Linked DNA regions of Mus musculus: region 2 is linked to region 1. Evidence: chromatin contacts called from public Hi-C data. All regions are on one chromosome and are shown on one strand. The core of a region is the stretch at or near the end of the contact, and the rest is flanking DNA. Distances in the headings are between cores, read along the strand shown.

Region 1 (7,590 bases), core at 2,758-5,257:
TGCTTGGCCCAGAGAGTGGCATTATTTGGAAGTGTGGCCTTATTGGAGTAGGTGTGGTCTCCTTGGAATAGGTGTGTCTCTGTGGATATGGGCTTTAAGACCCTCATCCTAGCTGCCTGGAAGTCAGTCTTCTTCTGTTTGTCTTTGGAACATGATGTAGAATTCTCAGCTCCTCCCGCACCATGTCTGCCTGGATGCTGCCATATTCCTGCCTTGATGATACTGGACTGAACCTCTGAACCTGTAAGCCAGTCCCAATTAAGTGTTCTTTATAAGAGTTGCTTTGGTCATGGCGTCTGTTCACAGTGGTAAAACCCTAATTAAGATAGTGGTTTTTTTCCTCATTATTTGCCTGCACCATGACCCTAACAATAACAAATATCTCTCTCAGTTACTCTCCACCTTAAGTATCCAGACAAGGTCTGAAGCTACCCAGCTTGCTCTGGTTGGGACAGGGTGGTCTTCTCTGTCTTCTTCTGGGACCATAGGCTAGTTACCACAGCTGTCCAGCCAGTATCCAGTGCTGAGGATCTGAACCTCAAAGCCTTTATGCTTTGAAACAGTCCTTGAAATTTTCTACACAATACAAAAATTATTCTCGGGCTGGAGAGATGGCTTAGTGGTTAAAAGCACTGACTGCTCTTCCCGAGGTCCTGAGTTCAAATCTCCACAACCATCTGTAATGGGATCCGGTGCCCTCTTCTGGTGTGTCTGAAAACAGCTACAGTGTGCTTACATATAATAAATAAATATTTTTTAAAAAAGGAAGAAAGAGACAGGGAGAGAGAGAGAAAGAAAGGAAGAAAAAGAGAGAGAGAGAGAGAGAGAGAGAGAGAGAGAGAGAGAGAGGAAGGAAGGAAGGAAGAAAGAAAGAAAGAAAGAAAGAAAGAAAGAAAGAAAGAAAGAAAGAAAGAAAGAAAGAAAGAAAGAGAAATACCTCTTTAAAAAAAATTCTCTAGTCCTGGTGGACACAGTGAAGCAGGTACCCAAGTGTTAAAATCCTGTAAAAACAGGTTGAAACGCATCAACAAGAAGGCAGCTGTTAGACGCCCTAGATGCCCGACAGCTGTGACTTTGCATCTACTTTATGGAGCAAAACTGTTTTCTGTTTAGGAAGAGATTTACCTTGTATTTGTCTTTCTTCCTAGAAGCTAGTGGCGTGAGCTGTGGCATTTTTTCACAGTTGATTGCCTCCTGGACAAAATCCCAGAAATCCAGAGACAGTAGCCTGTGGTCAGCTGTGTGCTGTTTGAGGGCTGAGCAGTCCCACTGGATCATCTGGGGGCTGCCATTGCTTTGCATGGCTGAGCCTAAGAGCTGCTCCAGTTAGTGTGTCCCACCACTCAGAGGAGGACTATGTAGGGAGGGGGCTGGGAGGAGTGTAGCTGCTCAGGTAGTTTCTAAAGAAACATTTGCAAAGTACACAGACACACAGACACACACACACACATTGAATATGTATGTGTAGATAAGTACCATATACCCAGCTACCTCCTGTGGTGTCCCCCACCCCCCAGAAGGTTTCCAACCCATTAAAGACAATTGGATTTGCTTCTCTTGGAAATTCCCTATTGAGTTTAAGCCTCTCACTCTAAATGCAGTTATAGCTTAAAATATAAATGCCCTCTGACCCAATTCACTCCAAGGTGAAAAACAAAGGTTGATCTGGAAAGACATTCCTGGCAGAATTACTTAAGATGGAAAAATATGCAAAATTCCCAAACGCCTAGTAAGGAGGAATGAGTCACTGAATACCAATGCCTGGGCATAGGGGCAGCAAATTCAAGATTTAACATACACAAATATTCAGAATATATTCTTAAGGGACAGAAGAGCAAAGAACACAAAATAGTGCTTGCTACAATGTTGCAATTATAGGATACATAAAAATACATATACTCGCTTTCCCAGATATCTACACAAATGCATGTACACACATGGCCCGATTCTAAGCCTGTAAAACTCCATGTCTGGGCATATATGCATCCAGATTGAAACAGGATGTGGAGCACATACCAATGTTCCCACAACTGTTCCAGAGTCAGTCTCACAACAGCAAGCTAAAGAAACAACTGAAGAGTCCACTAAAAGATGGTTCATACTCAGAATGGCGGAGAGACTATGCACCCACAAAAGGATCATAATCCTGGCACTGGTAACATTAAACATAGAGAATGTCAGAAAGACAAGAAAGGACAGGTACCGCTTGTGCTCACTTGTGTGCAGAATCTAAAAGGCTTGAGTTCAGTAGAACAGAGGACAGAAAGGCAGCCACCCCAGGTATGGAAGATCTTGGTCAAAAGGTGCAGAGATTCGGTGAATTGGGAAGAATCACTGATCTGCACAGCATAGTGACTGCGGTTTAAAATGACATAATGCTTATTTCGTAGCTATGAAGACAGTAGTTTTGAAAAGTCTGATTTACAAGTCAGATAAGTATGTGAGGTCATGGATGTGCTGATGGGTTCCTTGCCCTCCTCCCCAACTGTTTCCTTGCCCCCTTTCCCTCCAATCCCCTCTTCTTCCCATCTGCATCTCCTTCCATCACTCTTTCCTCTTTGTCCTCCTCTTTCTCTTTCTGCACCCCCTTCTCCATCTCCTCCCCATTGCCTTCACCGTCTTTTTTGTCTTTGCTCCCCCATTATGTCTTATCAATAGAGCCCACGATGACAGGAGGAACGGGCTGTGTGCTGCTGTCCAGCTATAGGCCCCTGAACGACTCCCCCATATGTGTGCAGAAGCAGAAGCATTTGTGTGTGCACAATGTTTGTGCAGCACATGGCTTCTCTGTGTGAGGCACACAGAGGTAAGTGTGGGTCACACCAGTGGGTACAACTATGCCATAGCTCCTTTCTCATTTCTATGACAAAATACTCTGACAAGGGTAACTTCAACAGGGAGGGGTCATTTTGACTCATGGTTCCTGAGTGACACAGTCCATCTTGGAAGGACAACATGGCAGCAAGTAGGGAATGCAGGTGGTGGCAGGAAGAGGCAGCTGGCTGATCACGCCATATATGTGCTCCGAAAGCAGAGAGTGAAGAGGAAGTAGGGATGGATAGAAAGGTCTGAGGCCTGCCTCCAGTGAGGCCCCACCTCCTAAATGCTTCCCCAAACCTCCTCAAACACTGTCCCCAGCTGGAGATCAAGTTCAAATATTTGAGCCCATGAAGGACATCCCAAATTCACACCACAACAGACCGTCCCAGCCCTTTGCCCAGAGGATTTGCACATCAAGAATAAACAATCTTTGGTGTTGTTTTATTAGTTACTGTTGTGATAGTCAGACTTGAAAGACTCAGATGCAAAGAAGATGGCAGGGAAAGCCATGTCGAGAACAGTGTTAGTTCACCAGGCACAGTGTCCTGACAGAGCCTGGATGACGTATGGATGGGATGCAGAACAGGCGTGACTCTGAGCCAGGCACTGCTCTGCTTACCCTCAGGTCCCCCCTGTGCTGAGACCTGTGGATTTGGGGACCTGGGTGAGTTGGTTTGAGGAGGCTGCCTACTCTTTACTCCTCTGGTTCTGTGTGGGGACACGGGGCTCAGGGTATATGATGACTTGCTTATAATTGCCTAGGTCCTGGTGCTTCTCCATTCTCCTCATCTTCTTGCCTTGAACAGGCTGCCCCATTTATTTTTCACACTGAAACCTAATCACGGCCAAAGCCATTTGAGGCTAAGCAGGAAGCCATTTTCTCCCTCGGAAGTTGGATTTCTAGCAGGCTGTTCTCTCAAAATGCAGCTCAGTTTTTTTTTTTTGAAGATGGATCAAAGTTCTATTAAATCATATTTATGGAGGCAGAGCCTACAGCTCCCATCAAAACTGTGGAGACACAGATGTTATACTGTGGGAGGAGACCGTCGGAGCCAGAAGATGGCCAGACAGCTGAGAAACGACATCTCCTGGGCAAGATACAGCCATGGAAACCATAGACAGCTATGGAAGCCTGTTCTGGGTCTGCATTGGCCCATGGACAGTTCAGGGAGTGGAGGAGGGGCCTAGGCCCTATTTTTCACTGCTGAACTATTTCCTAGGAATAAACTCAAAAGATTTACTGCCTTCAGTTGTGTTCTTACTGGTGATGCCATCAGGCTCCAGAGTCAGTCCCAACCCAACAGCTGCACACATGGCTCTGATAAAGCAAATGGTAAAGCACAATAAACCTCAAAGTCTTGAATGTAGGAAAGTGACAGGTAGGGAGGAGGGAGGTGGGTAGGAGCATGGCAGTGGGGTGGTACCCAGAATGAACTGTTAACATGTATGAAATCAGCAAAGAATGAACACAAAATAATAGCTGGTAGGTTTTTCTCTGCCAGTGAAATGAACCAATTCAAGCCAGATTAAAATATGTACATGCAGGTCTATTGCCATAGGGAGGGGAAAAAGAGGGGAAGGGCAAGAGAGAAAGCCCAGGCAGGGTGAGAAAGAGGAGAGAGAAGAGAAGAGAAACAAGGAGAGCACAAAATGTCTGGATTATATTGGGATGAGCCTTTTGGGGACGGGCCCCACCGCCCCTGGGCTGGAGTGTTCAGGGATGGGGGCAGGGTATGGGATTGAGGGGTGCTGGAAAACCCTGGAGGCCTGGTCTGCTTTGGTGTGTAAAATATGCACCTCAGCCCCCTGTCCCAGGCCTGAAATGTAGCAATAACAACAGGAATAAAAAACAACTTTAGGAAAGAGAGACAAAACATAAATTCCTTTCTTCTTTCTTTCTTTTTTTCTTTCTTTCTTTCTTTCTTTCTTTCTTTCTTTCTTTCTTTCTTTCTTTCTTTCTTTCTTTCTTTCTTTCTTTCTTTCTTTCTTTCTTTGAACTATGTTTATTGGATAGAATTTAATTTAGGGACAGGCTTACCTAAGACAATCCTCTAGCCATCTGTGATATTTTATGAACTGACAGGCAATGCTCTACTTAGCAGACCTCCTTAGCTATCTCAAACAGAGGGCAGTAAAGCCAGCATCAGAGTGTGTGTGTTTAGGTGTGTACACGCACACACACGTGTTGCATGTGACCTCAGGTGTCATTCTTTAGGCCGCTCAACTATTCTGAGACAAGGATCTCTCACCAACCTGGATCTTACCAGGTAGGTCAGGTGAGCTGCCTGCAAGATCCAGGGATCCTCCTCTGTCCTCTGTCCTCTGTCCTCTGTCCTCTGTCCTCTGTCCTCTGTCCTCCAAGCATCTGCCACCACAGCAGGCTTTCTTGCATCGTTTCTGAGAATCACACTCAGGTCTTCAAGGTTGCCTGGCAAGTGCTTGGTTGACAGAGCTCTCCCCTGTCCCATCGTCCTCCATCATTGTTCCAACAGGCTGCTCAGTTACTCTTCCACCCCCCAGTCTGAGGCTGGTTAGGCTGTGCAGTGGCGAAGGCAGGAGACTATTCTGGAAGGATCTTGCATAGCGTCTGCAAAAACAGAACAGAGAGAGCCTGGTGCTCTCAGGTGGTGGAGGCAGCCTGGCCTGCTCCCAGCCTCTCTACTGCAGCTTCCCCTTTTCTACCTCCCCTCCTCCCTCTCAGGTGGAGCAGCCTTCCCTCCTTGAAGCCAGGGACCACCCACATGCAGGATGTAGCTGCCCCCACCACCCACGTAGAGAGGAGCCCCGACAAACACCAGCCTCTCCCCTTCGGGCCTTGCCACCCTAGGCCTGGAGATAATCGGCTTCTTCATCCACCACGACTGTGCCCAAGCTGATGTCTGTCATCCTCCTCCCCTGCCTCTGGCATTCCTTCCTCCAAGCTGTGTCTGCATACAGCCTTCATGTTTATTGAGTCTCCACGGAGTGATTCAAGTGAGCATGAGAACAAAGCTGTATTTTAATACAGGTTAACTTCACCCCAAAAGGCAACCCCAAAAGCCATCTGAGGAACTTGTGATATTGACAGGGACCTGCAGAGAGACAGTATGAGGAGATCAGGCCTCAGGGAAGTGATCAAGTGCTGGAGGCCAAGGCCCCTGAAGAGAGTGGAGCTTCCTCTAGTCATCTGGACACACTGGTGAACCCCAAAGCAAACCGTCATCAGACTCCAGCTCTGGCTACCCCCCCCCCTTACCCTTCCAGCCTTCCGAACTGCAGGAAGAAACTTTGGTTGCTTATAAGCAACCACCTTGTAGCATTTTGTTACAGCTGCTCAAAAAGACAGTGTGGAATAATGGTCAAGAAAATAAGAATGACGTCCTTAGTTGACTGTTCAGTACGCATGAGTGGTCAGCATTTAATTCATGTGTGACCCAGGCACTGGTGAGACCCTCTTCCCTTTAAACAGCAATATAGGCTCACACTGTTACCCTTTCGTTTACCTGAGCTTTTCTCCTTGGCTAACTCTCGCTCTCCATGAACTAGCTTCTTTGTCCTCTCTATGCCACCAGCATGAACTGTGGTGCCATGAGTGGGTGCCTGCTAGAAAAAGACTTGCATGGCTCCAAAGTCTGACCATAAGCAAGTCCACTCAAGTCAGGCTTCCACGGCTTCCTTCCACGACACTAGAACTTCCCGATGGAGGACTCTATTTGAATTTTAGATTTGATATGTCTGTTATCTTGGTACCCTGTTCTGAGTGGGCATGATTCTGTGTCACCAAGACTGGAACTTTAAGCCTTGGAGAATGGAGATGGAGAATAAAGGTTAGTACATTTGAATAGAAAGCTGTAGTATTTTGTATCTGGGTGGATGCCAGTGTGTAAATTAAGGCAAGGTTTATCTGAAATTGTATGCTAAGCCTGGATTCACCAGCACCCTTAGAGCCCAGATTGTGGACAGTTGGTAAGTAACTTCTACAAAATAGAGACAAGATTTTGTGGGAAACAGTTGGCCTAGATCTTAGGGCAAGGGAAACACAGACTGCACTCAGCACTATGACCTCAATCCAGGGACTACTAGATCTCACTTTGGCATATCCAAAAGACCCCATGAACAGGCTAGCTGAGTCACAGTGACAGAATGCAGAGCTGGTTGCCTAAAACCCTAGTTTAAAAGCCTTCCATTTCCCTATTGGGGACCCCAAACCTCACACTGAGGCCTGTATGCTGAAAGAATTCATGATGGTTGGTCTAGTGACTATGTGAGGTCTCCCTGGGGTGATCAGGGAGGACAGAAACTAACACCAGACTTTCCAGTCTCCTCTCTCTCTCTGCATAGTGTCTTCCCTCGTCTTTCCATGTTGTGACTCTTTGTTTGCTCTCTCCATAAAGCATCTACTGTCTCCAAGCTCTATGCTTATTTAATGATCTCCTTCCCCACCACCTAAGCATTCCAGTGAGTCCAGGCCTTTCCATTTCTGAGAGGCATTACTCCTTCCAGAGCTCAGTGGTTCCAGTGGGAACACAGTGCTGTCCTGGGTGCTTCCAATGCTCTTTCCCCAACATCCAGGGCATCAGGAGATAGCAGTTCTGCTTTGAACTTGGCCTTTTTGTTTCAGGGTTGCCAAGACTGCTCTATGCAGCTGCCTATGAATTTCCCGTGGATTACAGTGAGTTTCCATCCTGTCCACTTAGCTCTATCCTCCACATAGCATTTGATAATCTTGTATATGATGCAAGTTTTTCTATGCCCTCTTATAGTGGCTTTCTGACTGGCTTTGCCTGGTAT
Region 2 (7,590 bases), core at 3,328-5,827, 330 kb before region 1:
TGCCCAGGCTTTCCGCAGTTAAAACATGTCCTCTGATTATTTCTGCCCATGGAGCGGTTTTGGGATTGAAGGATGGCAGCCGCTAAACCTGCATTGCTGAGAGGTCCCCCAAGCTCTCGACAGACCCTGAGCCAGTCTTGTAAGCCTTTGTTCTTTCTTGGGGCTATGGCCGCTCGGCACTCCTTTGTGGCTTGCTCATAGATTAGCTGTTCTATTAGAGGCGCAGCTTGCTCTGACTCTCCAAAAATACGCTCTGCTGCCTCTGTCATTCTGGCCACAAAATCTGAGAAGGATTCCTGAGGTCCCTGGATTATCTTTGTTAACTGACCAGTGGTTTCACCTGCTCGAGAGAGCGCCTTCCAGGCCCTAATAGCCGTGGAAGAAATCTGGGCATAAGCTCCCCAATGGTAGTTTGTCTGATCAGCAGAATAAGCTCCCTGACCCGTTAACAAGTCAAAAGTCCAATCTCTCTGCTCTGGATTCAAAGCAGCTGCGTTTGCTCGGGCCTGCGCTTGTGCAGCTTCGTGCCAAAGCGCTCTCCATTCCATATATTTGCCCATACTAGGGAGAGCGGCTTTTACAACCGTTTGCCAGTCAGCAGGAGTTAGTGCCATGCCAGCGAGCCTGTCTAACTGCACCAAGGTAAAATTAGCATTGGTTCCGTATTTACGAACCGACTCGGCAATTTCCTTAATTTGTAAGTATTCTACCGGAGCGTGGACACGCCCACCCTCGGCTCCTTCAAAGACCGGAAATGCCTGTTGTATTTTCCTTTGTTCCTCTCTGGGAATGAATGAGTCTGCGCACTGCCTCTCTGCGCACTGCCTCTCTGCGCATTGCTGACGCACTACGCAGGGCGGGGACTCCGCATAGGGCGGACCTTGAAGCCGACTGCCCTGAGGCCAATCAGCAAACTGGCCTTCGCCAGCCGCTTTTGGCTTTTTTCTTGACCAATTAGCTGGCTGGTAATGGGCTGCTTCTTCCTCCCAGTCTGTTTCCTCAGAGGAGGATTCTTCACCTGCTTCAGAGCTACTAAGAGCTGGCTTCCCGAGCCCATCCAGCGATGAGCACAGGCTCCTTTTCCTAGAGACCTCCGCTAATTGATCTTTCTTCTTTTCCCTTTTTCCTCTTTTTCTTCTAATCTCTCTCCAGGTATTCCTACCTAACCTTAACTTTTCCTCGGGTTCAAGACCCTTGGAAAGGCCTGTATACTTATTTTGTGTACCATATTTCCTCTTTGTTCCTACTCTCTCTCCCCGCTTTACTTCTGATAGCTTGTCCTGAATTTCCTCTAGAATCCGCCCTATCTTAACCACTTGATAACATGTGAAAAGGAACAAAAGGGCTCCTAACACCAGAAAAAATTCAAGGCCAAACATATTCCACTTTACTTCTGATAGACTGTCTTGAATTTCGTTAGAAAGTTCAAGATCAGACTTACCTCGTAAAGCTGTACTCACTGGTACTCTCGTTCCCCAGCTGAAAAGTTCTGAATTCATACAGTTGAATCCTTCTTAACAGTCTGCTTTACGGGAACCTTTATTACCGCGACCCGCAGTTCTGGTTCTGGAATGAGGGATCTTCCTTGCGCCAGTCCCGAGTTTTTTCTCGTCCCGGAATTCGGCACCAATTGTTATTAGACGCGTTCTCACGACCGGCCAGGAAGAACACCACAGACCAGAATCTTCTGCGGCAAAGCTTTATTTCTTACATCTTCAGGAGCCAGGAGTGCAAGAAGCAAGAGAGCAAGAAGCAAGAGAGAGCGAGAAGCAAGAGAGAGCGAGAAGCAAGAGAGAGAGAAAACGAAACCCCGTCCCTTTTTAAGGAGAATTCTCCTTCGCCTCGGACGTGTCACTCCCTGATTGGCTGCAGCCCATCGGCCGAGTTGACGTCACGGGGAAGGCAGAGCACAAGTAGTCATAAGATACCCTTGGCACATGCGCAGATTATTTGTTTACCACTTAGAACACAGCTGTCAGCGCCATCTTGTAACGGCGAATGTGGGCGCGGCTCCCAACAACTGGACAGATGGTGGTGGTGTGCCCATCAAGGACAAGAGTCATCTTAACTATACGTTTACACTCAAGTCAGAGTCAAGAGACGGGAGCTCAGCTGATAGGAGCACTTGTTGCTCTGTCAGAGGGTGTAGGTTCCGTTCCCTGCACCCACATGCTGGCTCGCTGCCCTCTGTGTGTCCAGTTCCAAGCATCAAATTTCCTCTTCTGATGCCTCTGAGGGCAGCAGGCACACGTGAGTTCACACATGTACATGCATCCAAACACATGAAAAGAAAAGAAATACAATTTTAAATGGAGACAAAGGTTGCATATGCCAAGTGTAATGGCACACACCTTTAATCCTGGCACTAAGGACACAGAGGCAGTTGGATCTCTGTGAGCTCCAGGCCAGCCTGGTCTACTTAAGACTCTATCTCAAAAAAAGAAAGAAGAAAATAAAACCTCTGAAAATAGGGTTTCTTAGGAAGGTGTACCTATACCCCAAACACCCTTTTGCATGCTATGGAATAGTTAGAACAGAAGTGCACTGAGCCCTAGATTTCTCTGCTTTTCTTGGACAGAGCCAACATTTCTTAGTAAAGATTAAACAATGGCCAAGAAATATTCATTGATTTAAGTTGCCAGCTGTAGATAATCTCTTTCTGGGAGGCAAGTTCCTCCTGCGGTTGGCACCAGGGGCAATCCCAAGCATGGGATTCCCGGGGACATTTTCATTCTCTGGGCCCCTTTGTTTCCAGAGGCTGATGTATGAGGGAAAGTTACAATGGAATCTTGGGGAAATTTCAATTCTTTGGGGCAGTTTGCCTCAGTAGCCCCAGAAGGTCAAAGAGGCAGCCGAAGTGTCCTTGGTTCCTCCGGGAAAGGGACAGGAGTTTCCTGGAAGCTGCCCTGAGGATTCTTGAACTCAGCTCAGGCCCTTCCACCATGCCTGCTTCTTGGGCCCCCCTCTCTTGATCTTGGTGTTGTTAGCTGGCCATCTTTGTCCTCCCTGTAGCCAAGTCAGGGAACTCCCTCTAGAGCTCCCTCCCAGATCGCCAGCTTAATATTATGAATGTTTTCCCCAACCCTTCTATAAACTAGAATGCCATCTACTGGGGCCACTTACACAAGTTTTCTATTTATAAAACTCAATTGTAATAGTTCCCTAATGTCCATGCCTGAGGCAACAAACGCCACAAAGAGATAACAACCCATACTGTTCTCTCTCTCTCTCTCTCTCTCTCTCTCTCTCTAGATAGTTATAACACACTGTTGTTTGAAAAGATAAAATGGCTAACAAACCAATAAACCATTTTTAAAAATATCTTCATAACATCCAAAAGAGAGCAATATATGAAAAGCTGTTATTCTAAATGACTGCAAATTGCCAATGTAGCCGTAAAATGCCTGCGCAGACTCAATGATGCCTACGCCTGAATGCCCCTTCCATGGGCCAGCGAATGGGCCACCAAGTGACAGCTTATGTAAGTCAGGCTCCTAGTAACCATATTTGCCTTTTCTTCATTTCAACAGAAACATCGCCTCTGTTGCTACTAATATGGTCCTTTCTGTGGACAAGAACAACAGTCAGGGTGGACTTCCTGACCCATTGAGGTTCTCAGGTAGTTTTGCATAATATCCATCTTCAAGAAACCCAAGTCAGCTAATACGGTCATTAAAATGGTCAATGAAAGTCTTAAATTATACCAGAAACCCACACATCAGATTTAACATGGCAAGAGGATTCCATAAAAGAGATTAGCATAAAATATACAAAGTGCTTCGATTTTATCATTTTATCATTGAAACTATTCCTGCTTGCATGCTTATCACTGTTCCTTAAAGCTACACTGACCTGGGTGTAGTGATGTTCATAGGAGATGCCATTGGGAGCCAGCCTGGGCTAATTAGTGAGTTTGAGGCCAGCACGGGCTGTATTATAAGACCCTGTCTCAAAAATCAAATCAGAACTAGGCAGCTGAGTCATGCTTTCTAGAGAAACAGCAACATCGGCTTCTGCTCTGCACATGTTCGGATGGCTCCCCAAGACTTACATACACAATCTCAAAGGGACACAAATGGGCCACTGAGGTCATTCAGCTGGTATAAAGATGCCTGCTGGTCTCAGGTGATCTGAGTTTGAGGCCCAGAACCTTCACTGTGGAAGGGGAGAAGCAACTCCTAAGAGTTGTGCTCTAAGCCCGGCAGGAGAACTTCCACATGGATGTATCCCGACAACAAAGAATGAAATATAATTAAAAACAAGCAAACCTTTACAGTGGCACAAACAGCTTTACATTGAAAAGTGCTTTTTAGACACCACAGGCGGCTGCCATGAGTGTCCTGTTCCTTTCTAGCACTTTCTGGACGCACTAATGAGAAATGGATGCTCTGTTTTGGTTTTGTTTTGTTTTGTTTTGTTTTAAAGGAGACTAGTAAGCAGATTATTTCGAATCTTCTCCTTTCCAAATGCTCCCAGCTCAACAGCCTGCAAGTCATATCAGCTCTGGGGTAAAGCCTGTGGCTTCAAGGCCACAGCCCTGTGGAGGAGTCCTTCCTTGAGTTCCGTGTAGTGGTGCTCACTGGAGCAGAGGTTTAGCATTAGAGCCACTCTGTGCCGGAGTCCATGTGGGCTGGCTTTGCCGTGTTTCATGGGAGGTGGCTATAATGAAACTGAGATTCTAAAGCTTGCTCTAGGGTGGGTTCCTTTTGTCTACGTCAAAGAGATCTAATTGGCAACATTGTTGAGACCGTTGGGGAGTTTTCCCTAGATGGGTAGATCCTGTCCTGGACCCAAATATGGGACTTCTAAGCCAGCAGGTGGCGCTAGCTTTCCAGCTAAACAGTGACTGACCACAGCAAGTCACTGCCTTGGCAAGCCCTGTTCAGACAGAGAAGACAGGACAGTGAGCTTGTTGAGAAGATGGAAGATTCTGGATGAGTGGTTGTGTGGGGGTGGGGGTGAGGGTGGGGTGGGGGTGGGGGTGGGGGTGGGGGGACGGGGTATTTACTATCTGGATATTGGCTCACATCTAAGTCAGCCCTGAGCAGCTGCCTGAGCCCCTGTTGAGCAACACAGCTGAGCATTTGTTGACCTCCAGTCTCCAAACCTGCACATCTCCAGGAAGGGATGCTGGAGAGATCTAGCTGGAGAATCCTAGTTTGACGCAGTTGCCCATAGTGGGCCTTCTGGGAGGTTTCTCCTGGAGATACAGAAGAAAACCGTTTTTAAAACGTCCACGTGGAGCTGGAAAGGTGGCTCAGCAGTTAAAAATACCTGTTTTTACAGAGGACCCACATGGGTTCAATTCCCAGGACCCACATGGTGGCTCACAACCATCTGTGACCCCAGTTCCAGGGGATCTGACTTCCTCTTTCACCTCAGCAGGTGGTACACAGACATACATACGGGTAAAACACTCATACACATAAAATAAACTAATAGTTGTTAATACTCCATATTGCTGGGGATACACAGATCAGTATAGCGTGCTTGCCTGGTATGCTCAAGGCTCTGGCTTTAATCTCTAGCATTGAAAAAAATTAACTGGAAAAACAGCTATTGAGAGCTAGATGCTAGATCTGGGTTTTGGAGTCCAAGTCAAAGGTTACTTACTCCAGAAGGCTCCAAGAAACTTCTGGAACAAGATGGCCCTCCAGTCACATGAAAGACCCTGGGTCCTGGGCCTGAGTCTCCCAGAACCGCCCACCTGCAGTTAAACTGTCAATATCATTGCTCTTGAGTTATGGAGTCATTATTAAGTAAAATAAGGGGTTACTAAAACAGCACTGTGCTACTATGACAACTGGTCTGGTACCCAAGACAACTAACTATTGGGTGATTAAAAGGTAGCCAGTGGTTGAAGCCACATCCTGTAAGAGATGAATTAGAGATGAGATCTCGTCACACAATTGAGAGGAACATACGACTGAAAACTTATGAAGTGTTTATTTCTAGAGTTTTCCATCGAATACTTTTGAACCTCAGCCAATCATGGCTTCACTGGAACCTCAGAAAGAGAAACTTCAGGAGCGTGGGAGGGTGTTGTACTGTGTCACCATATTTCACAAGTAAGGACGCGAAGTGTAAAGACTTGGATACATTGTCTGGGTAAAATTAGAAGTCAGAGGCAGCGCTATCCTACTAACAACCCAGCCATACCCTGAACTCTGGTAGGGAACGACCAGGAAATGGACAATAGCCACAAGAAGCCAGCAAGGACAAAGGCATTAGTTTCTGGGAGTAAAGGCTGGATTTGGAACTGACAGCCCAAGCTCCGTTAGCTCTTCCTAAAAGAAACCTCAGCCTGAGCTGCCCAGGGGACAGCTGGGCCATCTGCACTACAGGAGCCACCCAGCCAACCCTTCAGTTTGTGGCCCCTCCTCTTATCGGGTCTTTCCCAGAAGCATCATAGGAATTCTTTCCTCTCCATGGTCCCGCAGGTTGGGCTGGACCTTGCCGCGGAGGGATGGCCTGGCCACGTGACCACCCAGGAGTTAGTTTAATGTGTTTTAGGTGAGGCCGTGTCGAGTGTGCACTTCAGACTCCCCTTGTTCACCGCCCCCACAGCACGTGAGAACAAACATCACGAACATGGTGTGGAAAACTTATCCCTTTTCATATCGTAGTCCCACAGGTCAGTGCCAACCCCCGGAAGCCAGGGGCCAGCAGCTATGTGGTTGCCAAGCAGGAAGCCTTTTCTCAAATGTGTTTCTTATTGGCTGCCCACGTTTTTGTTTTTGTTTTTGTTTCTCCTTTTCCGGTGGTCCCGCCATCAGCAGAGGATGAGTCTCGTCCTTCACACCCTCCTACATTTTTACAGGTGTTATTATCTTAGGACTGCAGCTAGAGAGGTTCTATGCATTCAGGTTAGGCTTACCTGTGTAGTCCAGGCTCACCCTCCCTATTTTAAATTCTGTCAACTCAACCCTGCTCGCAAAACTCCTTTTGTCATGAAACATCACATATCCTTGGGTCTTGGGCACCATGGTGAGGACATTGGTGGGAGGTATTCTGCCTGCAGGGGGTTCAGGGGAAGAGTTGATGGAGCCTGGTGATAATTTAATGAATCTGTTATTTCTAAATGGATCAAGACCTGTAAAATATCTCCCCCATTATCTTCTAAATAGATTCCAGCTGTACGAGGAGACGGGTGGTGGGATGTGCTTTGCAGGGGTGGGGTTGGGGTGTAGAGTTGGACTGTAACTTTTCTGTCTTCTCTTTTGGATCATTGACTTACTTCTCAGGCAAGTTTCATTTGCTTAAAGCACTGTTTTATGAATGTCAACTTCTCCATGGAGACCCCTCCCCCTTTCCTCATCGTCAGCAGCTGCCCCTCCTCCAGCCGCCCACTCTCTCGCTGCTATTTGGAGTTGAAAGCTGTTCACTTTCATAAAACTCGACTTCTTGAGGTGTGTGTGGGTGCTGCTTGATTCCTGCATTGGAGACTGATTTTATTTAGAAATCACTTAAAGGATTCGTTAAAAAATGCAAATTCCTAGGCAGCTTAGGACCTCTGGAAATCTTGAAATGTCGCTTAGATAGCTGGGTGTGGTGGCACATACCTCTAGTCTCAACTTTTTTTTTAAGATT

Evidence for each region. A called contact is a pair of places that touch in the nucleus more often than the background predicts.
Region 2: a Hi-C map of uterus shows a contact between it and region 1. The contact joins two enhancer-like sites. A contact is called at or near these places in 2 of 15 datasets of contacts at CTCF or cohesin (the NIH/3T3 cell line and stem cell-derived epiblast-like cells), 14 of 484 Hi-C or Micro-C datasets (adipose-derived mesenchymal stem cells, bone marrow-derived macrophages, cerebellar granule neurons and 7 more), 8 of 115 datasets of contacts at active chromatin or transcription factors (embryonic basal ganglia, embryonic stem cells, extraembryonic endoderm stem cells and 5 more) and 1 of 9 other capture datasets (embryonic stem cells).

The regions. Positions count from the first base shown.
Region 1 is chr1:88,863,693-88,871,282 of GRCm38.p6, reverse strand. No RefSeq gene overlaps it. Among named protein-coding and RNA genes, the nearest start is that of Platr5, 110 kb to the right of the region's middle. Within about 2 kb of position 4,007, at least 5 of the 459 cell types and tissues checked have an H3K27ac peak or open chromatin away from gene starts, as enhancers often do. A contact at or near this core is called in uterus, where this site is marked.
Region 2 is chr1:89,193,503-89,201,092 of GRCm38.p6, reverse strand. No RefSeq gene overlaps it. Among named protein-coding and RNA genes, the nearest start is that of Gm34331, 94 kb to the right of the region's middle. Within about 2 kb of position 4,577, at least 17 of the 459 cell types and tissues checked have an H3K27ac peak or open chromatin away from gene starts, as enhancers often do. A contact at or near this core is called in uterus, where this site is marked.